Linked DNA regions of Zea mays: region 2 is linked to region 1. Evidence: chromatin contacts called from public Hi-C data. All regions are on one chromosome and are shown on one strand. The core of a region is the stretch at or near the end of the contact, and the rest is flanking DNA. Distances in the headings are between cores, read along the strand shown.

What was found. A called contact is a pair of places that touch in the nucleus more often than the background predicts.
Region 2: a contact with region 1 is called in a Hi-C map of leaf, with 4 times the contacts expected there. The contact joins the promoter of LOC103653686 here to the enhancer-like site in region 1. A contact is called at or near these places in 2 of 25 Hi-C or Micro-C datasets (ear and leaf).

The regions. Positions count from the first base shown.
Region 1 is chr4:131,943,927-131,947,844 of Zm-B73-REFERENCE-NAM-5.0, forward strand. No RefSeq gene overlaps it. Among protein-coding and RNA genes, the nearest start is that of LOC118476950, 27 kb to the right of the region's middle. Within about 2 kb of position 1,400, at least 9 of the 20 cell types and tissues checked have an H3K27ac peak or open chromatin away from gene starts, as enhancers often do. A contact at or near this core is called in ear and leaf, where this site is marked.
Region 2 is chr4:132,137,369-132,141,542 of Zm-B73-REFERENCE-NAM-5.0, forward strand. It overlaps LOC103653686 (ASC1-like protein 1), which reads left to right and starts at 2,230. Exons shown (of 7, transcript XR_565642.3): 1 at 2,230-2,616.

The sequences.
Region 1 (3,918 bases), core at 150-2,649:
CACTCATTATTGCGGTTGTGTGTACGAGTAAGAAGTGCGTGTGAGACATTCATGTTTCTACACGTCACACATACATCTGTAGATAAGTAGTACAACTATATATATACATAACACAACTTCATCACAATAACATGATTAATACTTGCATAACATCAAAATTCATTAAATAATAATATTTGCAATAACTAATATTTGTATAACACATCACATTCACCATCAAATTCATTAACTAATAACATCAAACAACACATTTTAGATTTGCAACAAAAAATTAAAAATAGCAACTACAATGTATAAAGTCATATGAAGACTAATAACAATATCAATTAACAAATTTAAACAAAATCTAATCACATAACAGTTAACTCCCGTCGGCCACAAAAAATCGACGAAAATAAAATGTTTTAATATATATATATATATATATATATATATATATATATATATATATATATATATATATATATATATATATATATATATATATATATATATATATATATATATATATATATATATATATATATATATATACCTCGCCTTGCGCGGACGACGGTGGTGGACGACGACTGTAATACCCCAGGTATTTATATTCTGCTCGACAATGAGTATGAATTTAAGCACATAATATCAGTGAATAAAACAGATGCTAAAATTTTAATCATCTCCGCCTATCGTGATTTTAATATCGTATCTGTTTCGTTTGTCGCGAGCGCGACATCATTTTTATTTTTATCTATCCAGGCTCTTCCAAAATTTTCGTGATGTTCGGAACATAGCTGTTTCAAAAATCGGTGCGTCCAGTGATTATTTAAAATTCATCGCTCGCGCGAATACGAATTTGGAAGCTCGATCCACCATTGCGATTCGTGTCCCCAAATAAATTAATTATAATTCGACGCTTAAAATACTTAGTGCAACATAATTAGGATCACGCGTCGTCTAAGTGAAATCGTGCGCGAGGATATGATCCAATTTATCCTTCAGCACATTGTTTTGACGACGAAATCGCGTATGCATTAGCGGATCTGGTTTCTGCTAATTTCAGTCGAATCACGTAGAGCATATTAAAATACCGAATCCGAACTCGTTTCAATCTGGTCCGTTTGCATCGTGGCTGGAATAGTCACGAAAATTATCCAAACGAGATTTGGACAGAACAGTCTAAGCTGTTATTCCTCTGAGTTTCCGTTTCATAATTCGGAAAATAAAATGCGTAGCCGTATAGCGCGTTGACCAATTATATACATCGCTAGAAATCTTGATTCAAAATATCTACGATTTTTTAAAAAAAAGTAAAAAAAAAATCTCAGCCGCCTGGGATTTTTTTTCACCGCGCAGCTTCCATCTCCCTCTTCTCCCGTCGCTATCTCTCTCCCTAGATATTTCTCGCGATGCTTATCTCCTCCCCGCGCGCAGCTGTTCTTCCTCAGCCGCTCCTGCTTTCTTCTCGTAGCTCCATTCCCAGAATTCCATCTTCCTCTAGCGCCGGTCGCTGCTTTCCCCAACCTCCATGGCGTCCCTCCTTGCTCCACTCGGGTCCTCCTTGGTCCGGCCATGGGGCTCGCCCAGCCGCGTGCACAGGACCACGCGAGTGGATCCTCTGCTCGCCATGGTCGCGGCCATCCTGCTCCCTTGCCGGCGTTTCTCCCAGCGTCGCGTCCCCCCTCTTCTCCTTGCTCCAGCTCGGCTCCTTCCCCATCTCCCTGCCATGGTCATGCCTAGGCTCTGCTTAACCTTGATTCCACCTAAGCCCAACGTCCTCTCGGCAACCTGGTGCCTCGCCTCATTTTTTTTCAGCATCGCCGGATCTCGCCGTGCCTATGCCGAGCTCCTCCCCGCCATGGTGGCCGTAACTCTGCTCGTCTTTGCTGCTTCCCGGGACTCGCCTCGGCTCCCTCTGTTAGAGTAGCCATGGACGCCGCTCTTTCTTCCTGCTGTACGCCTGCGACATCTCCAACTCGGCTGGCCGGGCGCCCTGATTTTCTAGCCCAAGCGCCTCTCCCTGGTGCTCGGACTCGCCAGCCGCGGCGCCACTCCTAGCTCTCTGCTCGCTGGACCGCGCCCTGGGTCACCGTCGTGGGCTCAACCTCGTCAAGCCGTTGTCTCGGATGTGCAGGAGTAGTGTAGGTGCTTGCAGTTGGTGGATCCTCGACATCGAGCTGGGGATAGTGAAGACAGTGCTGTTTCGTGCGTCGCTTATCCGATGCTCGACGGAATGCCCAACAGGGAGGTGATAGCTTCGTGTGTCATTGAGTCCGTCGTTTTTTCTCGTCCAGTGCTCGCACGGTCGTGCCCGAACCATACTGTCGTCTCCTAACCGCTTGCCCTTGCCCCCTGCACGTGCTTGTCGCGCTTATCAGCCCCGCGCCGGTCATCGTCGTCGATACTACACTTGCCGGTGGCCGAAGCTCGCGTCCCCCTCTCCCTCCCCGGACTCAGTGTCCGCGCTCTCACTACAGCTTGTGACCTTGCTGTCGCCAGAATCCTTACTGGATTCGTGTCCTCACCAGAGCTCGCGCTAACCTGCTCAACCATACCTCGCTAGCTCGCTCCAGAATCGATCTCGTCGTCGTTTCATGCATCCTCAAGAAATGCCAAGCGTCGGATAAAGATGAAGCGCGATTTGACGCAACACTTACCTTATTTTTCGGTGAAATGCTGAGCTGAAAAGCGTCGTTGATTTCATGGTTTCAAGTCGAATTTAATTGATGGTAAGTTAAATCGGTAACCGTTCTATAGTTCACTATTTTTATTAATTGATTTAGTCGATGGATTGAATAGATATATTAATCGCGAACGATTAAATATCGTATTTAACTCGTAGGCTATACAAGTTAATCCGATAAAATGGCTTAGAAAACTAGTTAAGTTAGTTTTAAGTATGGTTATGGCCGGTTGTGGTTAGCACCATTGACCTGTATTTTATGCGTCTTAATTTACAAAATGGAAACATATGTCTGGTATAATTGGATTGATCTAATGTTGGGGTGTGCTTGTGTGCAATGGTGAATTAATCATATTGTATAATAATTGTCGATGGGTAGGTCAGGTGAGTAGTGCCTTGATAGGTGTATATGTTAAATATAATTAAATAGGTTCCACGTATGTATGAGTAGTGGTCTTAAATATTGGTAAAATGTTTTGTTATAAGTGTTTCATTCTCTTCGATATAGATATCTATCTTATACTTGTGCTCATACATATGCATCGTGCATCTCATGAGGTACGATAAATAATCGCGCGATGTGGAAGACGAGCCAAGTCGACCCCAAGCGCAGGCTACTCCGCATGATGATGCTGATGGACAAACCTGCCTGAACAAGTATCAGAACAAAAGATGGTCGTCAAGCGGATGTCGTCTAACAACACTAACCTAGTGTTATCCAGGCAAGCCCCGGTGCATGCAACCCCTTCCTTGTGTTTTTAAATAATTTTTACACACTTTAAGTCTAGGAAATGTGCATTAGGTTTATAGGAGTTGCTTGGAAACCCTTTGATGCATTGCCTACCTTGATATCCATACCTTTATAGATACTTCTGATGAAGTATCAAAATATGATTTACAAAAATGCTTATCCCTGCTTAGATCTTGTGGATAGAGGTTGTCCTTTGTGTTAATGCCTAGCTTAGGGGTTATCCTGAGTAAGGATGGCTTCTGCCTGCAAAAATATTTTCGTTGGGAGCAATGGTGGGATCTTACTGCAAAGTTCCCTATAATGCTCTTTTCATCCTTAGGAACACAAAACAATCCTAAGGGTGGAAGTACTTAACTCGAGACTTGGGCTAGGAACAGGTGATGCTCCACCCAGGTTAATTAAGGATTGGATGCGTATGTAGGCCTATATGATCAAGGACTATCTTAACTAGCCACATGCCCTAGATATAGGACAGGGTAAGCTTGAACCCGGCTATTCC
Region 2 (4,174 bases), core at 980-3,479, 190 kb after region 1:
GATGCATGTTTTCATGATATCTCCAATGTGTTGTGGAGACCAACCATATGCAGGACCACGAACTATGGCCCATCGCTTCTGTAGTACTCCAAATGTTCGTTCAATGTCTTTTCTAGCAGACTCTTGAACAGTGGCAAAATGTTGGGTCCTCACATCATACGGATGACAGATTGTCTTGACAAACGCTGGCCAGTCCGGATAAATACCATCTGCTAGGTAATATCCCATGTTGTAGGCGTGTCCATTGACGGAGAAACTACTGGTGGACTATCATCATTAAGATGCGAATCGAACAGGTTTGAACGCTGAAGAACATTGATGTCGTTACAGCTACCGGGCATGCCGAAGTATGCATGCCAAATCCATAAGTCATATGAGGCAACAACTTCGAGGATCATTGTAGGGTGTTTACCGCGACTGGTAAACATCCCCTTCCATGCAGTTGGGCAGTTACGCCACTCCCAATGCATGCAATCGACACTACCAAGCATACCAGGGAAGCCGCGTGATTCTCCAACTTGGAGAAGCCTAGCGATATTAGCAGGAGTAGGTTTCCTAAGATAATACCCCCCCAAAAGCAGTTTGGATGGTAGTGCAAATGTGTTTCAAAGCCTCATGTGCTGTAGATTCTCCAATTCGTACGTACTCGTCAACGGCATCCGCAGGAACACCGTATGCAAGGATACGTATGGCAGCAACAACTTTCTGAAGGGCAGATAGGCCTAGCTCACCGGCACAGTTTGGATGTTGAACGAAGTACAGATCCACTTGTTGCACAACAAGAACGAGACGCTCGAACACATGGCGACGCATGCGAAACCTATATTGCAAACTTTTTTTAGTACAATTGTCAAGTACGTACTATGGGCGTTAATACATGTGCGTATGAATAAACATACCTCCTCCGAAATTGTGCATCCGTGTAAACCGGTTGGGCGCAAAAGTAGTCGGCTCGGATTCTTGCATCACCACTGATATGGTCACGATGGATTCGAACACGACCGGGAATGGAACCAGCGTACCGACACTCGTTAAGTGCATGACGCCTACGATGTTGGTACGTCGCAACCTCGAGCTCATGGTCTTCATCTTCCATGTCTTGTGCCATCCTAAGAAAAATATTGGAATCTACGAACCGCTTCATTGTTGTGGATGAGTGTATGCGAAGTGTGAGTGAAGTGTTGAAGTAGTGATTATTTATAGAAGGGATAGGCTTGGGAGAGAAGCCATGCTCTTGTCGTGCAGCCGAAGCTAGACAATGGCTTGTTGAAGAAGTGTCGTGGCTTACGGTGGAAGCATGTGAATTCGTAAACATTTTTTCATACGATTCAAATATTGTGTCACGTTTTTCCACAATAATTACACACAACATAAAATGCAATGTTATTTATTTTGTACATTTCGAAATTATTAATGAACCATAGTTTTTAGATTATTATTTGTAATATTATTGATTACAAATTTTTTAGCATCCTTTGAGTACCATTAAATGGGTACAAAACAAAGAAAACAGAAAAAGAAAAGGAAAAACGAATTCTGTTAACACTGTAGCTTTAGGGGAACGAATTTAGGGGACGTTGCTGGAGACACAGAAGATATAGAGGACAGAATCTTTTAGAGTGTCCTGTAAAGTACAGAGAATATTCCTTTAGGGGACGAAATTTAGGGGACGCTGCTGGAGACAGTCTAAAAAGAAATAAACTATATTAATTCCACCTTTTGTCCCTCCTTTATTTCAGTTGCACTGATGGTGGAGGAATACTAGGAGGTATTTTGGTCCTCTTATGATTCATTTAATGTTTTTTAATATTTTTAGTCCATAGAACCAAACATAGACTAAACTTTAGTCTCCTACTTAAACTTTAGTCCTGGACTAAAGAAACCTAACGGGCCCTTAGTCTTAATTTTAGTCCTTCCATTTAACAAAAGAAGATACTGATGACTGTTTGGTAACTCTATTTTCTCAAGAGATATTAATTTCCCAAGAGAAATTAGTTTATTTTTTTAGGAAAATAGGAATTCCTTAAAAAATAAAGTTGTTAAACTAGCTTTAAATGATATAAAAACAGGGATTAATGTTTAGTCCATCTAACGGTCTAACTAAACGAGGCCTTAGCGAAAATCCCCAAGTTTTTAGAATTATCCGTACAGGTTTTCCGGCAGCGGCAGGGTCGCAGGGAGGCTCAGGCCCAAAGTAATCGCCAAATGGCAAAATAGCAAATTTCTCAAACTAATCGTACAGTAGATGGGCGCGAGTAAAACAGAACACAGGGAGAAGAACCGGTGGCAAACGAACAGGGAAAAGGGTAAATTCGCTTTCAGAGGCAAGCGCTGCGTTGCCACACAGCGGGAATCCTGCCCAGAGCTGCCGAATCGGGTCCAATCCCGTCGACCTTTCTGGCCGCCGCCGCCACTGGACTCCATCCAGAAATTACCTTCGATTCGGCCGGGGCCGTGGGAGCGGGGATGGGGCTCGGGGAGGCGGCGGGGCGGCTCCTGGCGGCCGTGGACTGGGAGCGAGAGGCCTACCCGGCGTACGACGACTTCCTCGCGCTCCCCGTCTTCGTCCTTTTCTTCCCCACCGTCCGCTACCTCCTCGACCGCTTCGTCTTCGAGGTGCGCCTGCACTCGCCGTCTTTCTTTCTTTCTTCCGTTGTTTCAAGGTCTTCGGCTCTGCGCTGGACGCGAGCGCGTAGCCTGCTGCCGAGAAACTCGCCTCAACTTTTTGCTGGGTCCCCGGGCTCTAATCGCAGCTTGTACAATTGCCTCGGCTAACCTGCTTGTCTTGTGTGCAAGGAGGCGCTATTTTTAGTGATCTCATCATCTAACCGTTGCGTGCATTGGGTTAATTTGGTTCATTGTTTTTTTTTCCTTTTTAAGCAATCAAGCTTAAATGATTTGCTTCTACTCAAGATCTAAAATTACATCTTTTCTTTTCCTTTTCCTCTCATAGCAAAATTTCCCTCTCCTCGACCTATGTTCACTGAAATATGCTTACCGTATGGGCACCATGTTTCTCAACGAGAAATGGTGGTCCCGGAATCCAGGATTAGTCCAATGCTGATGCTATGCAGCTTGCGCATAGAAGGTAACGGGAGTCCATGGGATGCTTGTTCTTTTAACGTTGGTTCTTGATATGGAGGGAGTAGCCTGGTTGGTTGGTTTGCTGCATCGAGCAGGTCCCTTGAAGAACTTGTTGGTTCGTACATCACTATGTTGGCAGCTGTTCGTACTGACTTGTTAAAAGAGAGTCGCATTATTTACATCCAATTGGCATACTATTTCTAGGATTAGTTGCTCTTTTAGTATGGTAAACTTAAGTACAGTTGGTTGCTCTTTTAGTTGGCTGACCTGTTTAGAAGGTCTTCTGTTGGACAACAGTTTCTGGAGTAAGAGATTCCTGTTTTTTTAATCAGTTGGTTGAGGATTTTTAGCTACGAAAATAAAGTATAAATCCATTTAAATGCTACAATACCTGTTGATTACGATATCACGCATGTTCCAGGTGTGGAGCGTGAGAACAGTTCACTTCACCTTCATGATTTTCTGGGACCATAAATTTCGCTGAGCTTTATATATTATATCTGTTAAAGTGCCTTTTTGGTTTTGTATGTTAAGTTTTCTGTTTTGCAATAAGGTGTTATTAAAATTTTCTAGTGCTAGCTATATGTATGAGCATTCAGACCTGGAAAGTAATTGTAGCCAGTCAGCAGTTGCATTTTAGCATTTGGACACAAGTAATGCAGTGTTCTACCATTCATTTTGGTGAAGCTAAAAGCTTTACAGCAGGATAAATTATGTACATTTATAAATACTGCTAATTGGGGAAGGCTAGTTGAGATGGTAAGTTCAACTAGATGAAAAATGGAAATGTTCATTTTACCAAAGTGTTATTAACATATTATACAAAATGATGCACAATCACTTCTATCATTTGCTTTATCTTTCAACTTGAGATATTTTCATTCCCTGCTGAAATCATTTTCATCAGTACTTATCATTCTTCTCATTATTGAGTTCGCATTTGCTTATGTCTTTGAAATATGTTGTTTGGAAAAGGGTTACATTAACATGATGTATGGCTTCAGAATCATTCAAAATAGACTTATGCTTCTATTGTCTTGTACTCTGGTCTCTGGTATTCGAATGATTTCTCTTTTGACCATCTACTCTC